Regions from separate parts of the Hordeum vulgare genome. Here region 1 is linked to region 2. A link is a contact called in public Hi-C data. All regions are on one chromosome and are shown on one strand. The core of a region is the stretch at or near the end of the contact, and the rest is flanking DNA. Distances in the headings are between cores, read along the strand shown. Region 1 holds the start of LOC123408094 (ribosome production factor 1-like). Region 2 holds the start of LOC123410245 (U-box domain-containing protein 35-like).

Evidence for each region. Hi-C and Micro-C count contacts between places; a contact is called where the count stands out from the background.
Region 1: a contact with region 2 is called in a Hi-C map of seedling, with 5 times the contacts expected there. The contact joins the promoter of LOC123408094 here to the promoter of LOC123410245 in region 2. A contact is called at or near these places in 4 of 6 Hi-C or Micro-C datasets (leaf and seedling).

The regions. Positions count from the first base shown.
Region 1 is chr7H:26,184,958-26,190,782 of MorexV3_pseudomolecules_assembly, forward strand. It overlaps LOC123408094 (ribosome production factor 1-like), which reads left to right and starts at 1,260. Exons shown (of 13, transcript XM_045101290.1): 1 at 1,260-1,510; 2 at 1,593-1,681; 3 at 3,616-3,887; 4 at 3,994-4,074. The coding sequence starts at 3,639.
Region 2 is chr7H:25,870,041-25,875,941 of MorexV3_pseudomolecules_assembly, forward strand. It overlaps LOC123410245 (U-box domain-containing protein 35-like), which reads right to left and starts at 4,126. Exons shown (of 8, transcript XM_045103157.1): 1 at 3,714-4,126; 2 at 2,919-3,040; 3 at 2,710-2,831; 4 at 2,038-2,231; 5 at 1,584-1,909; 6 at 1,315-1,416; 7 at 803-1,225. The coding sequence starts at 3,903.

The DNA of each region.
Region 1 (5,825 bases), core at 10-2,509, 310 kb after region 2:
TGAAGGCAAGCAAATCATCAAATCCCCTACAATTCCCAACCCCTGGTGGTTGGAAAAAAGCTTGTGCTGAACAAGGCCTTAATGATTTCGTTCACAAGTGTATTGAGGGGGATCATCCGAGCCCATCCCAAACGAAATCACTAATTAGCGAGCACACCTTTCAACGATTACTCTCACCTCCACAGATTGCGACAAGTGGCGTACTGCATGCGTGCCACTTGTCGCAACCTGGGAGTTTTCCCTTTTTTCATAGATTCGTATTTTCAATACGCTTCATCTCCTAAACCGTGCGTCCAAATCTCAAACCGTTTTCATCGTTGGCTTTCTCACGTCTAGATCTTCAAAACTACATCCCATGTTGATATGTTTTGACGAACATATTTTTCACGAAAAAACCGGACGGAAAAACCATGCCTCTCACGGAAAAAGAAAGAGAGCAGAAAACACGTTTTTTCCCTTTCGGGGAGAGGCACGGGCTGCCTCTCATGAAGTCAAAACCATGCCTTTCGTGGAAGCAAAACTGTGTCTCTCGTGAAAAAACAAACAAACAGAAAACACGTTTTTCCCCTTTCCGAAAGGCACGGGTGTGCCTCTTGCAAAGGCAAAACCGTGTCTTTTGCGGAAGCAAAACCGTGCCTCTCGCAAAAAAAAAGAAAACGCGTTTTTTCCCTTTCCGAAAGACACGGATGTGTCTCTCGCGAAGGCAAAACCGTGCCTTTCATGAAAACAAAACCGTGCCTCTCGCAAAAAAACAAAAAATGTGTTTTTCCCCTCCCCGAAAGGCACGGACGTGCCTCTCGCGAAGGCAAAACCATGTCTTTCGCGGAAGCAAAACCGTGCCTCTTGCAAAAAAAAAAAAACGCGTTTTCCATGCCTCTCACGAAGATAAAACCGTGCATCTCGCGGAAACATAACCGTGTCACTCGCAAAAAAAAGCAGAAACGTGTTAAAACACATTTTTTTCCAAAAAAAATCTATCCAAAAGTTACGAATGACTCGTGAAAAAATGAAACACCAATTTTTTTTACAGAAAACCATTTAAAAAAGACGAAAATGCGTGCGAAAAAATAAAAAACAAAATTCAAAGAAAATGTTCAAAACGTGTCAAGTAGCGACGCGCCGGAGCGATCGCTACGTTTCAAAAAAAAGCGCTGGATAACTAGCTGCTCCCCAACCCAAAACTCCGTAAAACCCCCAACTCTTCATTTGGTGGGCCGGTTTTAGACCGGATCAGCCCAGCCCCCGTAATCCCCCACGACCCCCACCCTCGTTTATCCTCCACCCGCCGCCACCGCCTCCATCCACATCGGCCGTAGCCGACGCCTCCATCCACATCCGCCGCTGACGCTGCTCGCCCGGCGGCTCCATCCTACGTCGACTCTCCTCGACACGAAGGCCAGCCCGGCGGTCTCCCCCCTCCCCCCATCGTGTGCTGCCTCAATCCCTACCGTCGCTGGACGCCCCTCCTCCGCAGGCCTCTTCCCCGGCGCCACAACCGGCATTATCTCCGGTAGTCCTCCACCTCATCCCCTTTTGTCCTCCTAGGTTTCACTGCCACGGTCTCAAGAAGATCTCACCATGGCTGCGGGCAGTCTTTACAGATGATTCTTTGGATTCCTCACCATGGCTGTACGCAAGAAGACGGAGAAAGCCTGCATTGTAGTTTCTGTCAGCGTATACTGTCAGTGTACACCTTTTCATAAACTGTCAGTGTATATGGTCAGTTCATTTGGTTAGCTAGTTCATGCTAAGTTCTTGGTCAGAAGCGAATGATAGTTCTGTTGATTACTGTACTTAGTTTGGTACTTTCTCTAGTTCCACTGTCATGTTCATGCTAGTTTGTGCAGACTTTTGTTTGGTGATCTTATATATTACTTTCGGGAGAAATAGTTTCATGCTAATTTATGAGTGAAGACACGGACTCGTTGTTGCTCGTCGTTTGATTTCTGGAGATGAGAAGTCACAAATTCCACTTATCTTCAGCTACAGAGGAACATGTGACATGTCTTCTCTCATAAACTTTGTCTTGTGTACTACCACTAGCATGTATATGTATACAGGGGGGTTTGGCTTAAAATTCGACAGTAAGATTAGCTTGTACTAAAAAAAGTTGTTCTACAGCTTTGTGAGGAGGGTAGGTATTTTAGCTCCTGAACATGCATGTTTATGTTTTATTTCTCTTTTGATTGCATGTTGACACATATCATGTTCCTTAATACTTGTTGACAATAATGATTAACTTAATTGCTGGTGCCAGAATTAGTTTGCAATCTTGCATCAAATTCATATAGAACTTTTGATAATATTTATAATCTCTGTTTCAAAGTGAGAGCATTTAGCTATGTGATGCTTTCGCTACCTTAGAGCTAATTTATCTATTTTGCATCATATTTTTTGTCATTGGCAGTACCATTTGCTATTAGCTATGTGATGCTTTCACAACCTTAGAGCTACAAGGTTACCCTTATAAAAAAAATGTGCATACGACCATTGTCCTTTAGCTATATGACCTTTGTCCTTCAGAATTTCTATTAGATGTTGAACATTGATCTGAGGGCTAAGGGTTGTTGGCCAGTTCTTTTATTATTAGACATTGGGGCAAGTTGCAACCGACAGGTGTTTTAATGTCCAAACATATATCGTGATCTGAATAAATATCAGAGTATATGTTCTTGCAGTATACGACATTGCTGTTTGTGTTAGCCAAGAGAGTGCTTTTCATTTGATTGTTCTTGCATAGTAATCCATATGCGTGCATTCCACGTGAGAAGGGCTGTTTTATATTGTCCATCTAGTCGACAACGACGACATAACCTACTTATTATAGTTGTATGTTATAGTTGCAGTGTATTCGTATGATTAGTATTTTTGCTCATTATTTCTTATCCAACCCATGCTTATTGGCAGATGAGTGAAATAGGCATGGTTGATGAGAAAGAACAATCTTTTTCCTATTGTTATCTTTGTCAAAGTGTTGAAATGTATGGAGCAGATTCCCACCTTTTCCAATGCTTCAACTCTTGCTTCTATCCTTTTCATTGTGCTTAGTGCATCCACACTCTTGTTACGGCACAAATATTGCGACTTGTGTATGTCAGTTTTCTTATTAGTTGTTATTATCTTTGTTATGCTTTCGCAATCGTCATTCCTTGTTTAGCCCATTTCTTACCTACGTAGCAAATTGCATGTGAAAGCTGTACTCATGTATTCATATTACTCTGCTTGTCGTGCTCTGTACGTGGAATACTCCAAAGTGCCTGCTGCTGAATTCATATTACTGTGCCAAACCAAACACTGTCAAGGGATCTGTTACCTTTATATAGCAGAACCAAACAAAACATGGTTTGTTGAGTCTGGAGCTGTTAAACTGGGTAATCTGTTTCCCTTTACCCTTACGTTACCACTCATGTAAACAAACACTTCCTTAGTGTGATTCTGTGAGCAGAAAATACGTATCAATATGTGCGTTTCTGTGGGCATAAAAAACCTGCATATATATGTTTGATTCTATGTGTAGAGAAATGCATGCATATATTTGTACGGTAGGCCATATGCATATGCATTTTTGGTGGTGGATTTGGCAACCAAACACCCTCTAAACCCATTCCCGTGCAGAACCTAGAACGGCGGCGAAGGCGATGGTGAGGGAGGACAGGAAGCGGAGGCAGCCCGACGATGAGGCGGCGGACGAGGACGAGAGGAGGGGGCGGAGGGATAAGAGGCCCAAGGAGGAGAAGTCGGCGCCGCCACTGCCGTCGGAGATCAGGAACAAGGAGAAGCGCAGCGAGGTGTACGCCAAGCTCAAGCGCGAGAAGAAGGCCCAGAAGCGCAGGCTAGGTCGTGAGCGTGGCCAGGCCGCCCAGCGTGCCGCCGAGCTCGGCGAGGAGGCAAGCGCCATCTCCCCCTCTTTCCCTCCCCAGAAACGAATTTCCCGTGGGGTGCGAGGCTCTAGATGGATTCTGACGGTCTTTTGGCGTGATTGGGTGTTTACAGGTGCCGGAGAAGCAGGTGCCCCGGACGATCGAGAACACAAGGGAGCCCGACGAGACCGTTTGCCGGCCTGACGACCAGGAGGTTCGTACAATGTCTTTCGTGCTATTTAATTGATAAATATAATCAGTGCGGGGGTCCCTAGTATTGAAATGATTGCAGATTTACACCTTACAAATAAATGGCTTGGCTAGTTAGAGTTCCAAACATCAAATCTAAGGGTGCTTATGCTATGTTCAGTTTATAAGAACAGTAGAACTAGTCCCTTCTTATTTCTGACTAGTAGAATGCCCGTGCGTCGCTACTGGCCTTCAATTTCTTGTTCTGATCACATCGTAGTATACCCCCATATTGTTGCACAAAAATCGATGAATATTTGGCCCTTGCCAATGACATCGCCTTGACCTTTGGTATTATGATGTATACATATAATTATTTGTATGCATCTCATTTGATGTGTATAACTCGATGGGTTTTTAGTTCGTTCCATCATAATTACGTTAGTTACTTTGTCAATTGAGAGATGACGAATGTGTTGAAGAAGAAGAAGAAAGACTTGGTTAAGCCATTGATATTAAATATAATATATGAACATCAATTATTAGCTTCAATTTTTCGTGAGGACGAACATGGAACTATATGGTTTGAGGGTCGTATCTTTGTGCCCAATGACCCAGAGCTCAGGAAGTTAATACTTTAGGAGGCCCACGATTCACCATACTCGACACACCCAGGCAACACACCAAGATCTATCTGGACTTGAAAGAAAGTTTCTGGTGGACAGGCATGAAGATGAAGTCAAGGACCTTCTGGAGAGGATCAAGAACTTGAAGACTTATGTGGCAACTTTGGAGGAGAAACTCGACCAAGGAAAAAACCTTTACCTAGATGATGACAAGGGTCCCTTCGTCAGCAACGATGATGACTACGAGGAGAGCACCACTGGAGGACGCACCACCATGGAGTTCTCAAGAGCACCCTTAGTCATGATCGCCATGTTATCTTTATTTTCTGGTTGATCGCTTGACCAAGGTAGCTCACTTCATTCCCATGAAGACCACCTATACCAATGCTAAGTTAGCCAAGATATATATGACCAGGATCGTATGCCTGCATGGAGTTCCGACGAGTATTGTACCAGATAGAGGAACACAATTTACCTCAAAGTTTTGGCATAAGTTACACGAAATTGTGTGTTGCGTGTATAGATACACAAATTACTCTGCGTAGGGCAAATTATCATCCCAGGTAGATCCATAGTCTAGCGCACAAGCTCTCAACATGTCCTCCAGAATCTGGTTGACTCTCTCGGTCTGTTCATCTGTCCATGGATGAAAAACTATACTGAACTCCAATCTTGTACCCAAAGTTCCATGTAACCGATGCCAAAACTTTGAGATAAATTGTGTTCCTCTATCTGATACAATGCTCCTCGGAACTCCATGCAAACATACAATCCTGGTCATATATATCTTGGCTAACATAACACTAGTATAGGTGGTCTTCACGGGAATGAAGTGAGCTATCTTGGTCAAGCGATCAACCAGAAAATAAAGATAATATGGCGGTCATAACTAAGGGCCCTCCTGAGAACTCCATGGTGGTGCGTCCTCCAGTGGTGCTCTCCCCGTAGTCATCATCGTTGCTCACGAAGGGGCCCTTGTCATCTTTTGGGTGAAGGTTTTCTCCTTGGTCCAGTTTCTCCTCTTGAGTTGCCACATAAGTCTTCATGTTCTTGATCCTCTCCAAAAGGTCCTTGACTTCATCTTCATGCTCGTCCATCAGAAACTTTTCTTCAAGTCCAGATACATCTTGGTGTTGCGTGGGTGTATCGG
Region 2 (5,901 bases), core at 2,876-5,375:
AACCACACAAAAAAAGATTTTTTGAAGTTAAAAAAAACTAAAAAAATACAGGGTGTTAAGAGGATGATGTTTTATTGCCACACCAAATTTCAAGTTGAAACATATTATGAGATGTGAGCTATGAAAAAGATAAAATTAACGGTGAATAGTACCGAATAGTAATGTCACTATTTAGGGCTGAATTTTTCTTTTTCATAGCTCACATCCCATAATGTGTTTCAACTTGAATTTTTGCCCGGCAATAAAACATCACTCTTAACATCCCATAATTTTTTCAGATTTTTTTGAAACTTTAAAATACAAGTCATAGGTGTGTGTCTGGTGTTAACCAAACTTATTTGATGAATCATTGCATCCCTGTTTGGATTTAATTTTCTTGAGCGGTTTTAAGATGCTTCTCTTACCTTCTAAATAAGATGTAAGATGGATATCTGATCTCACTGTCCGAGGTCAAGGATGAATATTTTAATCAAAATTTGAAATCAAATTGAAAATAAGAAACATGGCCTCATTGTGTAGCCTAGCCAGATAGAAATATAAATATCATTAATTTAAATAACTATATTTTCTCTTGTTTACCATTGTGCTTTAATGAAAAATGATTTACTTCCTCATTTTGGCGACATGCAAAGTTCATATTAGCGATATTCATTTATAGGCTCTCACCTACTAATAGAAGTAATTACAAATATTAGCTCAGGAATGTCTTAAAGTTTCCTAATTATGTTTTCTGAAAATCATGTTCGGTGTAATGAGCAGCTAGTAAAGGACAGTTCTTTGTTGGCAAGTAAATACGGTATACCTCCTGCTGTAACTGCTGAGTTCCAAAACCTTCCAGGGAGTTCAGAACTTTCACTGCTGCAACTGTATGCTGAAACTTAGCTTTGTAGACTGTTCCATATGTCCCCTTACCAATCACAAGATCACTCGAAAACGACGAAGTCGCCGCTTGGATATGCTCCCATGAGTACCTATTATACTTGGTTAAACATCGTCCGGCACTTTTCAGTCCTGTGTTGATCTCTCCAGCAGTTTGGTGATCACCATCACCCTCTGTTGCTTTATGTTCAGAAGAGCTTTGTATAGGTTGAGCTTCTCTTTCGGCCGCCTCCTCTTCTTCTCTCTCCATTCGCCTTAGCAATCTCCTCACCATTTCTTCTGTCAGGTCAATCTCTCGAAGTTTGACTTCGTCCGCGACACGCTGGATGCCCAAGTTGTTGTGTAACTAAAATACAGCGAGGTTTCAACAAGAAACGGTTAAAAACCTTGCAGGTTATTACGCACTTTATAGATCAGTTGGAAGTAAACCCTTACTTTCTGGGTGGAGTCAACCGGTTCGGTATGAGCACACTCGTGAAGCTTCTGAAGATGTCGCAGTTTGACCTTCATACTCTCAATTTGAAGCTTCAGATCATCCTGCTTAGCAAAGAAAGTTCATAAATTGCACATTCACTTGGACACACTTGTTACTTTGGCTGTGTGCATCGTATGATGCTTAGGCCTAGAGATGAGTTCTGCCATTATCTTTTTGTTTTTGCTGAAGCAAAGGGCGTACTGTTTTTATTTAAATGGTAAATTCCTACCTTGTCATGAGAGTGCTCGAGGTTTGTTGCAACTTCTGAGACTGCTGCCTGCAGGTCAGAGGTGTCTGGGAAACTATCTCTTCGGAAGCTCCTATAAACTGAATCCCCACTGCTGCTGCTACTGAACTGCGCTACCGATGTGATTGAGTGTGAATTTGACACTGGGTTTGTGTCAGCATGGTAAGAGATCTCGCTGCCAGCACTGCCTGAAGGGCTAGCTCCCCTGTTAGCTGATCTGTTTATGTTTGCAAGTGCGTGATCACGCTGAGATAACAGAGAAGACTGGCGGAATAACACAGCTGCCGCTCCATTTCTGTCAGCCGATTCTGCAGTAGACAGAGTCGTTAGTAAGACTAATACATTTATGTTCCTGATTTTTCAAGGCATTTTCCTGAAAGTTTGTCGTGACCAACAAATTTCTGAATCAAAAATCAAATGCAGACTTGAGCATCACCTGAGGGTGCACTGGAAAGGCTTGTGGAACTAGGAGAGGAAACGGTTGAAGAAGAAATGGACCTGGGTGTTTCACATCTATCAGATGCAGCCGAGTGCACGAATGAAAGTTTGCCCTTTGAAACCACGTATGCTGTACAGAAGCTTGGAATGCATTCAGATATTTTGGTTGCAGTCTTGCTTCCTTTGAGCTTCCTAGAAATAGTTAACGATGTCAAACACATGATTAGTATCACAGTGGTTTCTTATTATAACTGCTGATAAACTTATTTTACTCCATAAAATTGTCTCTTAATGTGAAATCCTAGTCAAGCCGAATCATCATTAAAATAGCGCAGTACTCCCTTTGGTACAATTTTTTCTTTTGGAAATTTTGACCAACGCTAAAGGAGCATGTAGTCAGTGGAGTCCCTACAACACATAATGCCTTTTTTTTTGGTGAAGAGTTACTACTAATCTTACATTTTGTCCAAAATTCCACATAAACTCGCAGTCAAGTAGTTGCAGTGCAACATTCAGTGTTAGGCTGGTAGCTGGGGAATTAAATGAGAAGACAATGATCATCCTACCAAATGCTTAAGCTTTTCTGACTATTTATATTTTATTATCACAGTGCTCCAGCTAATCATCCTAAAAGTTTTCTTATGCTGAAACGACAACAATCAGAATGTACCTTCGGAATATGCTTCTCGACGAAGAGCCCAAGACCAGCTTGCCAATGTTGAATTTGTCGATTTCCTCGCTTATAGCAGCAGGCACATCATCAGATTCAAGTAAAACGGCTTCAGCCTCCACCTGTTGATCAAACATAACACTATCATGACTTGTGTGAACCTCAACTGTCATGCTAAGTTGCGTAATTGTTAGCAAGCCAATTGAAACCTGTCTCTGAGCACACATCTTCTTGTACGGTAGCAACATATTCCTTGCTTGCCATTCCAGTTCTTCTCTGTACGCCGAAGCTACTTCGTCGCGCACTTGCGAGACCGGGATGTAGTTGCCCACTGTCATCAGAGGAACAAGAGCAGGTCAGTGTTCTGAATGATTAGTTAGGAACAGCAGGTATATTCTTAATCACATGTTGCCCACACTTGGTACAACAAAGGTTCATATTCATCAACCTAACGATAATGCAGTCCGCCAAAGGACAAAACTCTGCACTCTGCAGTTGGTGCCCCTGGGTAGTGGTGGGTGTGACCTTGTGACACTGTAACCATAAAATTTGTTCATAGATGCTGCTACTTCCAAGATCAATTATTGGGACTGATTAACAGTATGAAGCTTGCAATACCAAAACCAAAACTAACCTATCCAATTGGCATAGAAATGCCAGTCATTGTTCAATAAAAAATAAAAAAATGCCAGTCTGAAATTGTAGTTAAAAATAAAATAAAAGTAAACTAGCAGTCATGGTAGCAAAAGGTTCATGGACTATTAAAACTGGAAAAAAAAATCTTGTCCAGACATCAAGAGCTGTAAACTCATACAGTTTACTGATAGGAGGCAGAGATGAAATGGAAAAAAAAAGTCAGAGAGAAGAACTAGCAGTCATAGTAGCAAAAGGCTCATGATCTGTTAACACTGTTTTTCTTTTCTTTTCTTGTTCAGACACCATTAACTGTGAATTCAGACAGTGGGCGGAGATGAAATGGAAAATAAATGAGAGAGAGGACTGACTTGGCGTGGGCACCATGGTGAGGGGCGGGCGGACATGCAGGATCCGGAAGAGGACCCTCCCGCCGGGCACGAACTTGTCGAGGGCCCACCTGAGCGCGTGCCTGCTGCTCCTGCTCCCGCTCACCGCGATGGCCACCGTGCTCACCTCCATCTCCGGCGCCGTCTCGCCGGAGTCCTCCTCGATCTCCATCGACGAACGTACGTCGTCCCCTGAAAGAATCGACCTCTTCCCCCCCTCCCTCCTAATCAAAGAGAGTGCCTCGGAGAAGCCATGGGGAGGGTGACGATGATGATCCGAGGAACCGGGCGAGGAGGAGGAGGAGGCAGCAGGAGACGCGGGCGTGGAGTGAGGACTGAGCTCGCCTCTGAGAGGGAGGCGGAGGCGTCTCCGGTTAAGTTGGTTGGAGCGGAATAAATTACTGCAACGGGCAGGGTTGGAGGGTGTGCGTACAGTGTACACGGACGAGAAAAAAATAATTAGTAAGCGATATTGCTATGCTTACACGCGGGTTCACACACGCATTGGTTGAGTGCATTGGTGATAACCACTCAACCAATGCTACCTCTTGGTTTTCCTCCATGCGATAAATTTTGTGCGAAAATGCGATGTTGTTTCGTTTTTGTTGGGTTCCACGCGTTAGTAAGATTGACACGGTTTAATTTGCTTTGTTTATTTTTGAGAAAAGAACTTGATTTGCCTTGAAATATATATTTATAAAACATCGACACGTGCGGTTCAATAACCGTAAATTAGACTTTGATGCTTATTTTAGGACATTAGCCGGCATACTACTTCATCATATGCATATGTAGGTTGTTTATTTTTGAGAAAAAAACTTGATTTGCCTTGGAATGAAAGTTTATAAAACATCGACATGGTGTGGTTCGGTAACCGTAAATTAGACTTTGATGCTTATTTTGGGACATTAGCCGGCATACTAGTTCATCAAACTCGTAGATGCATGATGTGTGTCCACCTACATCGAACCTTATTATTTTTTTTCTTTGCGAGGATATTTGACAAACATTGCCTTGTACTCCCTCCGTTCCTAAACTTAAGTCTTTCTAGATATTTCACTAGTGAACTACATACAGATGTATATAGACATATTTTAGAATGTAGATTCATTCATTTTGCTTCGTATGTAGACCATTAGTGAAATCTTTTAAAAGACTTATATTTAGGAACGGAGAGAGTATATTGTATATACGTACACACGTATACATTCTCATGTACGATTTCCGGGTGACGTTGGCACTGCTCAATACGAGGCAGACAACCTGCCCCGGTAGAACCAATGATCCGTCCCGAGGCTTGACCAGAGGGAGTGGACGGACGCCGTGGGCTCCGAGAAAAATACCTCAAGCATTTAATCTTTGTTTAGTATTCAAGTCGCAACTTGCGAGGAAGGACGCCATGTGAACACAGGCAATCGAAGGTCTTTCTTCTATTTCGAATAGGACAACACCACCGCGACGACGACGGCGACGGACGGTGACCACGACGGCGGCGACGACTCATTGGTCATGAACCGGCATCTTGCATAGTAAAGTATATCCATCCTGCTACAGGTCGACAGGTTGTCAAGTGGAGAGGACTGTTGTCGCCGTAGCAGTTGCACGGCCACGGCAGCTCACGAGATTGGCAGCGACAACCTGGGCCCCAGGTACGTGCAGTTTTATTTTACTCTCTCTGCTCTGTTAAGATGTCTTTTTGATACTGGTATATAGTGTTCAAAAAGGTCTTGTATTATGAGATTGAGGAAGCATTTTTTGAGCCGACCACTACGTGAAGAAGGTACTATGCTCATCTAATGCCTTTTCTTCTTAACTAAGCTATTTGGGTTTTTTCTATTCATAGAATGATCCAAGATGATTCAAATAGAAAGCTTCAGCGCAACATAGGTAGTTCCTCAACTATTTTGTTAACAAGTGCACCTACTTTTTTATTTTACGTTTTCTATTCATGACAAAAGATAGAAAAGAAAAATTATTTAAAGATAAAGCAACAAGCACACACCAGAATACCAACCCTACTCTATGGTTTCCCATCAACGATGTCAGAGAAAGTTTTGATACCACACAAGTATAAGGGATCGTTTGCAGCCTTTTCGTTAAATAAGAGTGTCAAACTCAATGAATAGCTAAAAAAGAACTAATGTTCTCTTAAGTTATATCGATCACCGAT